Regions from separate parts of the Ovis aries genome. Here region 1 is linked to region 2. A link is a contact called in public Hi-C data. All regions are on one chromosome and are shown on one strand. Each heading gives the region's core, a stretch centred on a gene start, on an enhancer-like site or on the middle of the called end of the contact. The rest is flanking DNA. Distances are from core to core; before and after follow the strand shown. Region 1 overlaps DGKI (diacylglycerol kinase iota). Region 2 holds the start of PTN (pleiotrophin).

Evidence for each region. A called contact is a pair of places that touch in the nucleus more often than the background predicts.
Region 1: a Hi-C map of hypothalamus shows a contact between it and region 2, with 4 times the contacts expected there. The contact joins the enhancer-like site here to the promoter of PTN in region 2. A contact is called at or near these places in 2 of 16 Hi-C or Micro-C datasets (hypothalamus and liver).

The regions. Positions count from the first base shown.
Region 1 is chr4:102,572,977-102,578,143 of ARS-UI_Ramb_v3.0, reverse strand. All of the region lies in intron 27 of DGKI (diacylglycerol kinase iota), which reads left to right. Among named protein-coding and RNA genes, the nearest start is that of TRNAS-GGA, 33 kb to the left of the region's middle. Within about 2 kb of position 3,638, at least 8 of the 54 cell types and tissues checked have an H3K27ac peak or open chromatin away from gene starts, as enhancers often do. A contact at or near this core is called in hypothalamus, where this site is marked.
Region 2 is chr4:102,434,338-102,439,643 of ARS-UI_Ramb_v3.0, reverse strand. PTN (pleiotrophin) reads left to right here and starts at 2,732. Exons shown (of 5, transcript XM_027968848.3): 1 at 2,732-2,919.

The sequences.
Region 1 (5,167 bases), core at 2,389-4,888, 140 kb before region 2:
ATTCTCCAGGCAAGAATACTGAAGTGGGTTGCCATTTCCTTCTCCAGGGGATCTTCCTGACCCAGGGATTGAACCCAGGTCTCCTGCATTACAGGCAAATTTTTTTTTTTTTTTTTTTTTTTTTTTTACCATCTGAGCCACCAGAGAAGCCCTCATCACCAGAAATGCCTGTCAAATAATTGAATATTGCATGACAGTTTCACATCACTCTACCTAAAGTGTCCTTAAGGAAGTTTGTTCAACTGGCAAATTATTTAGGGATAGCCTAAACACTTAATAATACTTTAAAAAATTGGTCTTTTTAGTGTAGTCTAGAATTCTGAACCACTGTATCAAGAAGATAGACCCCAAACTTCACCTTTTTCCAAAACTCACAAGTTCTGGTCTGAGCATAGGAGTAATAGTTGCATGCCTGTCTTGTCTTCAGCTATTTACTTTACCCAATTTCTTCTTGGAACATTCGGTGATGGCCTGATTCTAACAAAAAAGATAATTGTGCTTGCTGTCAAAGCTCCAGATTCTCAACAGGAAGACAGACTATTGGGCAGCGATTTTGGTTGTGGAAATATCCTTCAAGCATCAAAATCAGATAAGAGGGAGAAAATTAATCCTCTTAGTGGGAGGCAGGTTTTGCTGGAATCTATCTCAGAGATGAGATCAGTGCTGTCAGGATAGAGACAGTCTCTTGTGTCTGCTTCACGAAGATAGTTGGGTCCCATCCCTACTTACCTTTGATGACTCTAAATCTTGCTCTCCCTGGCTAATCACTCAAGCTGTAAAAAGTGCAGTTTAGCTGACATGTATCTTCCTTTCTTCTTCTTTTTCTCCTAACTTACCTCCGGTCATTATCCTCTCTTGCCAAGCACATAATGATACTCTATCCTTTTATGTGTGCAAAATAATTAATAAAAAATTTTGCTCTGTTCTTTCTCTAATTGCTCCTCAATTGGATCCAGGAAATTAACATACTATAGTAATAAAGATGCACTGAATCTCTGACTCAGAGAGCTGTTGCTATTTTACAAGCTAGACAGTAAAAGGTGACTGGCAGCGGTAGGTGCTGTTAACGAGCACAGCAGTAGGGTGGAGCCGGGAGAAAGAATTGTGCCTAGAAGCCTATGCATGTCTCCCATGCCATGCTCACGTGCGCTGTGTCTCAGTCACGTCCGACTCTTTGTGACACTATGGACTGCAGCCCACCAGGCTCCTCTGCCCAAGGAATTCCAGGCAAGAACACTGGAGTGTGGTGCCATTTCCTCTTCCAGGGGTCCTTCCCTATCTGGGGATTGAACCCACGTCTCTTGTGTCTCCTGCATGAGCAGGTGGATTCTTTACCACTAGCGCCACCTGGGAAGCCCATGTCATATGTCTCAATTATGTTGGTAGTGAAGTTTAGTTCTTGAAGAGGTTGTGAATATTCTTTGGACGGAAGGGAGAAACCTGGCTTGTGGGGCACCATAAAGTATCAACATGTTATGGGTGGAAGAGAATTCTTGGATTTCCAACTGAAAGAGATAAGGCAAAGGCAGAGCATTGGGAAGTACAAGAGCAATTTGTACAGGAAAGCACTTTCCTTGAGTTTGCTGAGAGGCAGAGATCAGTGGGAAGGGCATCTCAGGAAATTGTTGAGTCTTCTTTAAAATCAAATCAGGGGATTTCTCTTTCCTTGCAACAACACAGAGTGCCATAGCGCACTAAGGAAAGCAAGTCAGATGACAAGAGCCTTTGGGGACAAAAATCACTTAAGCACCATTCTAAAACTGGGAAAACAACTCCCATCTCCTTCTGCACTGGAGGAGTTAGAGTGTTTTTATGGCAGTATAGGAATGGGGATTTGTTTGTTTTCAGTGGCTGTGCCAGAAGTGGAAGAAGGCACCATGATTTATCTATATCAATTTCTCCTTTTCTCCTACAGCTCCTTTCCTGTATTGGGTTGCTTGTAATGTAAATGTTACATAGAAAGTGCCCTGTTTTTGGACACAGAGAGTGGGGAAAAGATTTTTTTTGGGGGGGGGGGATTTTGTTTCTTATGCCGGTGTCTGGAATGTGAATTTCCTCTTCTGAGAGCTGAGTGAGATGGGAGGAGATGTTGCCAGGAAAACTTCCAGAGTATATGACAGTTATCTTCAGGAGAAGCACCAAAGCTACTCCCAACTCTACCAATTTTTTTATTCCATTTTCTGATGCTGGATTCAGAAGTCCTTATGGCATTTCATAAAAATAATTAGCTGTGGATAAGCCTTGCTCAATCACCTTGGCCCCACAAGATAAATATTATCTATCCTGAATGTTGTGGTATGTGAGATAGGCTTTGTATAAGTTTCTTATTTTAATGGGCTTCCCAGGTGGCTCAGTGGGTAAAAAAATCCACCTGCACTGCAGGAGATGTGAGTTCAATCCCTGAGTCAGGAAGATTTCCTGGAATTGGGCATGGCAATCCACTCCAGTATTCTTGCCTGGGAAATCCCATGGACACAGGAGCTTTGGTGGACTACAGTCTCTAGGGTCTCAAAGAGTCAGACATGACTGCAGCAATTGAGCACATTGGCTTGTGTTAATACTGAATGTAGCACTCAGATGATTTGCCCTCAGAATTGAGAGCTTCATGTTTCAATTTATGCTTAAAAAGAAACAAGTCCACATTCAGAAAACTCCGGATGGATCGGTCTCAACAGGAGTTGTTGGCCAGGGTTCCCAGAGTCATTAGGCTAAAGCCGGCAACACTTTCTAAAAGATATTCCTTGCTAATGCTCTAGACAGCTCTCCGCAGGTATATTTCCCTTGATCAAATTTTAAAATAGCATGCCTTTTCTATCCCTTTATTCTCTTTTTAGAAACTAGGCAGGAAACTATATTGCAGAGACTGACTTATAATATGAACCATCACATCTCTTTTTCTGCGTGATTGTACAATATCTGATGCACAGGTTTCTTTTGTTATTTTTACATTATCTTCAGAATGTTCAAGTATTTCCTTGGAGTGTTCAAATTTTACATAATAAAAAGTGTGATGGTCCAGTTTTCATGTTTAAGGAACTTGGACAGTATTAGACTCTTCCACATCATTTTTTTTAACGTTTTTTCTTGTATCCACTTCCCACTTTTGCCCCTTCGCCCTTGCATTTCCAACACCTTCCCTTCCCTTCGTTGCAGTTCTTAGTGATTAACGGTAGGTGGCAGTACAGTTTCAAGCTCAAAGAGCGTTGAAGGGCTTCCTGACTGCAGACTAATTAAGGAGGGTGCATAGGAGAAACTGAATTATACAAGCAAATGGTAAAACAGGGGTGTTTTCAAAACACCAAATATAACTAAACACAGGAACTTATTTAAAAACACAGGATATTTCAAGTGCAGCTCACGTGGGGACCATCGGGTATATATTTGAATAGGAGGAAACTATGAGCATGAACAGAATTAGAAGAAATTTACATCAAAGGAGAACTCACCAAACAGCCTTATTATTTGAGTCCTGGGACTTATTTCCCCACCTCCACACAAATGCCCATCTCTCTCCTTTCTCTTTCCTCACCCTCCCCTCTGTTGGTGGTGAATGTTACCTTTGAGGCTGTTTGGCAGTCCCTGAATGGGTTTGTGACCACTTGAATAGAGAATGTGTTTGTCTTTCTCCCATTTCAATGCCACTCTGTGTGGCTGCTGTAACTTTCATCTCTCTCACTCTCATTCTCGCCTGCTCCCTTACTGTATGTGCTTTGTTCATTGTCTTAATAGCAATTTTCATAATTAGCAGGGAGGAAAAGAAAACAAAGAGAAGCCTGTATAATGGATGGAGATTCTCAGTGCTAAGGGATTTCTGGTTCTGTTTTACCGTGTTGGAGGTGCTTGGGGGCTGGAGTGATGGTGGTGAAGATGTCGCCTATATCCATGATCTCACTGTTGCTCCCTCAAGCCCTCAAGATGATGTCATGGGCTGCGCATAGCAATCCTTAAGCAATGCACATCCTCAAGGGAAGCTCAAGGGAGAATGCTGTTGCCCAGAGATGATTACCTACAGTCATGCTTTGAGACCGTATTAAATCATCCCTTGGCCAGCTTGATTTAAATTGAGTGTTCTTCGTTCATCCACAGTTGCAGGAAATAAATTCAATTTGTGTAGCCTCATGACTTTAACATAAAACAGGAGAAAAATAAAGATGGTGTTTCTGCAGCAGTGGTGTGTGGACCCTTGAAATGAGCCTGGACTGGCTGTGCACCTGGGAAACCAGTTTCCACTCGGGCCATTTCTCAAGAGTTTGTTATCAGACAGCTAGCAATAATGGCCCAGGCAGGAGACAAGAGTCCAGCCTGGGGAACTTTGCCCAGGCCTGCATGTTGTCTTTTATTAAAATTGGAATACAGTTGCTTTACAATGTTGTGTTAGTTCCTGCTGTGCAGCAAATGAACCAGCCACAGACACACATATATCTCCTCTTCCTTGCATTTCCTTCCCATTTAAGTCACCACAGAGCGCAGAGTAGAGTTCCCTGTGCTATACAGTCAGTTCTCGTTAGTTATCTATTTTATGCATGGTGGTGTATGTATGGCAGTCCCAATCAATCCCACCCACTCCTTCCCTCCTTGATGCCCATATGTTTGCTCTCTATGTCCATGTCTCTAGATATGCTTTGCAAATAAGTTCATCTGTACCATTTTTCTAGATTCCACATATATAAATTCAGTGCAGTTCAGTTCAGTCGCTCAGTTGTGTCCGACTCATTGCAACCCCATGGACTGCAGCATGCCAGGCTTCTGTGTCCATCACCAACTCCCGGAGCTTGCTCACACTTATGTCTGTCGAGTCAGTGATGCCATCCAACCATCTCATCCTCTGTCATCCCCTTTTCCTCCTGCCTTCAATCTTTCCCAGCAAAAGGGTCTTTTCAAATGAGTTAGTTCTTCACATCAGGTAGCCAAAGTATTGGGGTTTCAGCTTTAGCATCAGTCCTTCCAGTGAATATTCAGGACCAATTTCCTTTAGGATGGACTGGTTGGATCTCCTTGTAGTCCAAGGGACATTCAAGAGTCTTCTCCAACACCACAGTTCAAAAGCATCAGTTCTTCAGCGCTCAGCTTTTTTATAGTCCAATTCTCACATCCATACAGTTCAGTTCAGTCACTCAGTCATGTCCGACTATTTGCGACCCCATGAATTGCAGCATGCCAGGCCTCC
Region 2 (5,306 bases), core at 1,483-3,982:
AATCTTAAATCAACAGACAGACCCATGTCTGTGCCACAGGAAGAAGTTTCAATTTGAAATAGCACATTTCAGAGTATGTTAAAAAGCATTTTCTTCTTCAACTTTGGTGTACTTGCTGGGTTGACTAATCTAAACCTTATAGATTTCTATTTCTTAAAAAAAAAAAGAAAAAAAAACCCCTCTTTCTCATCTTCCTTTATATTTTAAAAATACAGTGGCTAAAAATGATTATTATGATCCCATCCAGCCATTATAATCTCTCATTAAGAGCCTAGGAAGCCTGGTGGTGCTGGTCACAGGACAATGTGTGTGTATAATGGCACTGAACTGTACACTTAAAAATCACTGTATATTTTACCACAATAAAAAAGTAAAAATAAACACAAACTTTTTAAGTGAAAAAAAAAAACAAAAATAAAAACAAACATTAATAATGTTGTTTGTTGGCTTAATCTCAGCTCTGTTAACATTTCGGGCCAAGTAATTCTTTGCTGTGGGGCTGCTGTCCTGTGCGTTGTACCATGGTTGGCAGTACCCCTGGCCTCTGCTCACTGAGCACAGTAGCAACTCCCTCCCCTAGGCTGTGACAACAACAATGTCTCCAGTCATTGCCAAATGTTCCCTTAATGGCAAAACAGCTCCTGGTTGAGAACCACTGACGAAAATAATTTTCATATGTTCCTATTTGAATAAAGGGTTAGTTTTTGATACAACACATACAATAGAATGGAAATCATGGGGATCTCATGCTTACTTTATGGATCCCTATAAAGAAGCATCATAATAACTGGCAGCAATATGTTACATTTGGAGATGTTAAGATAGTATTTAAGAAGGCATCCCTGGAGGCTCATCGGTAAAGAATCCACCTACCATTGCAGGAGACATGGGTTCAATCCCTGGGTTGGGAAGATCCCCTGGTGAGGGAAATGGCAACCCACTCCAGTATTCTTGCTTGGGAAATCCCATGTATAGAGGAGCCTAGTGGGCTACAGTCCATGGTGTCATAAAAGTCAGACATGACTCAGTGACTACACCACCACCAATAACTGGAGAACTCCTTGTTTAACGGCCTGGAAATTTCAGCCCTATGAAGTGACCATGAATACAGAGAAATATCTTTCAATAAAGGGTCTGGGAAAAATAATCATAAGTGATAATATGCATTCCTCCACAATTTATACAGGTAAAATCAGATTAAAACAAATATTGCTTTACTTCATTGGATAAATGGGACACAGGCAATCTGAAGTTTGTATATGGAAGGAAGACAGCTCCTTATTCATTTGTTTCATTTGAAGAAGGTGTGTGTCAGGTATATGGAGAATTCAGCTATAGGGATAGACCGGAGGTGTGTAGGTGAATTTCTGATGCTTGTGCTTTTGGAAAAAAAAAAAAAAAGATTGATTGATTCAAAGCACTGCTCATAGTGATGGCTCTTTGTCCCCACCCAGTCTCTCCATGATACATTTGTCCATGTAGCCATCAAAGTCTCTAAGATCCTAAGAGCCACTTCCCACAAAACAATGCTTTTGGGGGTTTAGGTTGATTTATGTAAATTTTAAGAGTTATATAAGGTACTTAGTCGCTATCTCTTAAATTGAATTGAAAGGAAGTTACTTCAGAACTATGGGAAACGGAAGGGAGGAATATTTGGCAGCTAGGTTTGGGGTCGGCACTATCAAATAATAAGTGGACAGGAAGTAAAAGAAGCAAGAGAAAGAACAGAAAAGAACCGGTGAGCAGAGGAGAATCTCCTTTTTGACAGTACTTGGGTACATTTGGTTTATACTTAATCATTTCACGCAACACGTTGCTCTCATGTATATCACAAATACTCATTTATGTGTTACTCAAATAATCCTAGGTACATTACCTTAACTTCTGTCCTCATTCGAAGAAAATGGAAATTCCAGAAAGACGGAAGCCCAGCCTCTGAGTTGTACAAACCTCGGAGCTGGAGCCACGTGGATTAAGCCCCTAAATTCTTGAGTGTCAAAGACATGTCATTAAGTAGGTCACTAAATGCACCAAGGAAGCCAGAAAAAGAAAGAGCCCCCTAAAGGAAAGTAGCATTTAATTGGGAACTTTCAGACATCTGTCACTCTTTGTGACAAGCGCCAAAAAGTCCTTTGCACATTTAGTGACGCGCAGGTGGGACGGGACTGACCGCTGGAGTGATTGATTTGGGAGATTGTTCGGGAGAGAGGGGGAAGGGCGTTGGGGGTGGGGTGGGGACAAACCAGAGCTTGGTTCTGAAGACTGTGGTTTTTCACCCTCAATAGCAATCACAAAAATCGCCGGGGGCCCGAACTGTCACCTAAGATACCCTCAACTGTCCATTTCAGGTCTGCTACTTGGTAAACTGGGATTCGCACCCACCTGCAGAAAAGGTCCTGCGCAAAGTTTGGCAAAGGGATATTGCATCCGTCCCTGTTAAAAACGAAACAAGTTTTTCATTCCCCCGGCCTTTGAGTTCAAATTCGAGTGCTGGCGCCGGGGGTGGGGGCCGAGACGGCCCGGGGGAGAACCTCGCATTTAAGAAGCAGCTTCCCAATCAGCTCGCGAGGGAACGGCGCGCTCCCCCCTCCCCAGTCGCGTCCTCTCCCTGCCCGCTCCTCACATCCCTCCCATTCTCCATTTCCCTTCCGTCCCCTCCCCGGCAGGGCGTGCGCCAGTCCGAGGCAGGATCGGGTTCCCCGCCTTCCAGTCCAAAAATCCCGCCAAGGCCGCAGAGCAGAGGAAAAGCCGAAGTGGAGAGAGGAGAAGAAAGAGAGCAGGGAGTCACCGGGCGTGCGGGCGCAGAGAGCAGCGGCCGCCGCGAGCACCAGCGACTTGGGTACCTGGACTCAGGGCAGAAAAACCTCTCCCGGATCAACAAAGGCAGCCTGAGCGCGCACCGCTCGTTTGCGACTCCAAGTAAGTCGAAGCGAATGCGCGATTCCTCCAGAGGTGTCTCGGATCGACACCTTTCTGGGCGCCAGCGCGTGATACTGGTGAGAGTGGGAGAGAGGCTGCTGGTGTCTCTGCTCGTGGGGCTGCTTTCAACACTGATGCGCTCCAGAGGCTTACTTTGGGGGAGTCAGGTCAGATAGTCACGACCCCCGGGAAGAGTGTAAGCTTTTGTAATGTTATGGGACGTGCATGTGGACTGGGTTCCTGGCTTCCAGCTGGATGGCGAACGTGCGGAGGCTTTGCCCTTTGTAGAACCTGAGCTAGTAGGTGTGTCTGTGGCTGGGTAGAGAAGAGAGAGAAAGTAAGGCAGCCTGAGCAAGCAGGCTCATTTTCCCATCTTTCCTCAGCTTCCCGGATGGCCCCAGGGCTTGCCAGCTGATACGTTTGAGCTGGCATTTCTAGGTACCAAGTGGGAGCTTGTTCCTCCCAGTGCCAGCTACCTTGCGCATCCCTCACAGAGCATCTGGGCACTCCTTGTCCTGCCTGCCAGCCCAGGAATGGTTCTAGAAATGGTTCTGTCCGAAGTTTAAAAGACACACCTTGCATCCCACTTCTCATTTGAATAATTTTAATAATTGCCCTGTACAGAGACACTTGAACTTTTTATTTCCCCCAGGTAAAGCTAGGGTATATTGATTGCTAATTGGCTAGATTCTCAGTTTTTGAGTTGATGCGTCTAATAAGTTAAAATATTTTAAAAGAGAGGAATATATTCTACTTCCCTTCCCTACTTAATACATAAAACTTCCTCTCTCTTCAACACACACACATGCAAGCACCCTTTTTTCTTTAACACAACACAACACTGAGTTTACTTATACTCTTGTTAACTCACCCTCCCTCTGTTAACAGCTGCTTTATAAGTTTGGGGGATACACTGAAAAACTAGGAGTGGCACATGGGGGGAGGGGTGGCAATGACTGGGAGAAGGAACGATTTGAGAAAAATTAAATTCCGGTCTTTTTGGCATTTGGCGTCTTTCATCTTGAGAGTTATTTAGGCGTTTTGCTCTAACAGCTTGAGAGAGGTGGTATGTGTGTGTGTGTGTGTGTGTGTGTGTGTGTGTGTGTGTGTGTGTTGGAGGAAAGGGCCTGGGAGGAGGTCCAGGAACTATCAAGAAAGCTTTTAAACTAAACACATAATGAAGCGATTTCATGATTTCAGGCAAATGTGGTGTTGGTGGAACCGTAAAGTCCATTTTAGCCTCTTGAGCATCTGGGGATAAACTGATATTTGAAATATTGGAAGGTAATGGGAGTGAGACAAAAGAGGTGTCTCTCAGCATAGAAAATAAAGCTTCTATTTTCCATCTTCTTTCTGGTTTTATTTTTAAATAAATTAGGCATTCTAAAGACCAAATCATAAGAAAATTTATAGTCCAGTTAAATTCAAAGGCAATTAGAGTGGATATTTTCTTGTTTTTCCTTCCTTTGGGACATGAGTTATTTCAGAGGAGCAATATTTGTACTTTCTCATTTAAATTAGAGGATGGCTTTTAAACAATTATTTCATTAAAAAAAAAACAATTATTTTGTGCTTTAAGAAACTTTGGTGCTTTGAATTCTCTAATTGTACTTTAAATTGGTAGAAGTTGTTCTCCTCTTCCCAGGCCTCTTTTAGGACATTTTTTTCTCATTTAGTGAAAAGCTATAAGGAACACCCACCTGAAGCCATACTTAACACGTTAGCTGCTGTGTTCCTGCTGTTTGCTTTTTGGTACAAGTGTATTGTATTTTCAAAGCTAGAGCTGTGAAAGAAGAGAAACTCAGATAATATGTGACTTTTTATTATCGGACTTTTCAATGGGGTCTTATATAGAATGAGAATAGTAACATTTAAAAATATTTAGAGTGTATTATATTTATAACACAATTCTGTGGACTTCTAGACTTCTTTTCGTGATATTGGGAATAATAAATTTACTAATTTATTGAGAATTTCCACGTATACCTTAATCTTCACATATAGCAATATGTCACAGAACCCGCACTTTTAAATGAACATTTTTGATGTTTTTACTCTAGAAAACCTTGTGGCCTGGTTTGGATTTTCACAGAATCTGATCACTGGAAATAACTTGAGAGAAATAAGGTCCTTAAATAATTTAATTGCTTTTATCAATAAAGTCAATCTTAGAGATCAAATATTTTGAGTTTAAATATTTTTTCCTTTTGAATATACTCTTGCTTTCATATTTAAATGACATTCTCACGTGAATTCTGATCATATTCTTATTTGCCATGTGGTATTTTATTACTATTCAAAATTTTCTGAGGAGACTGAGTTTGGTTGGCTTGTTCAAAACGGTATATGAGTTAATAGTGGATTCAGGGCCAGTAGTCTGAATTCTG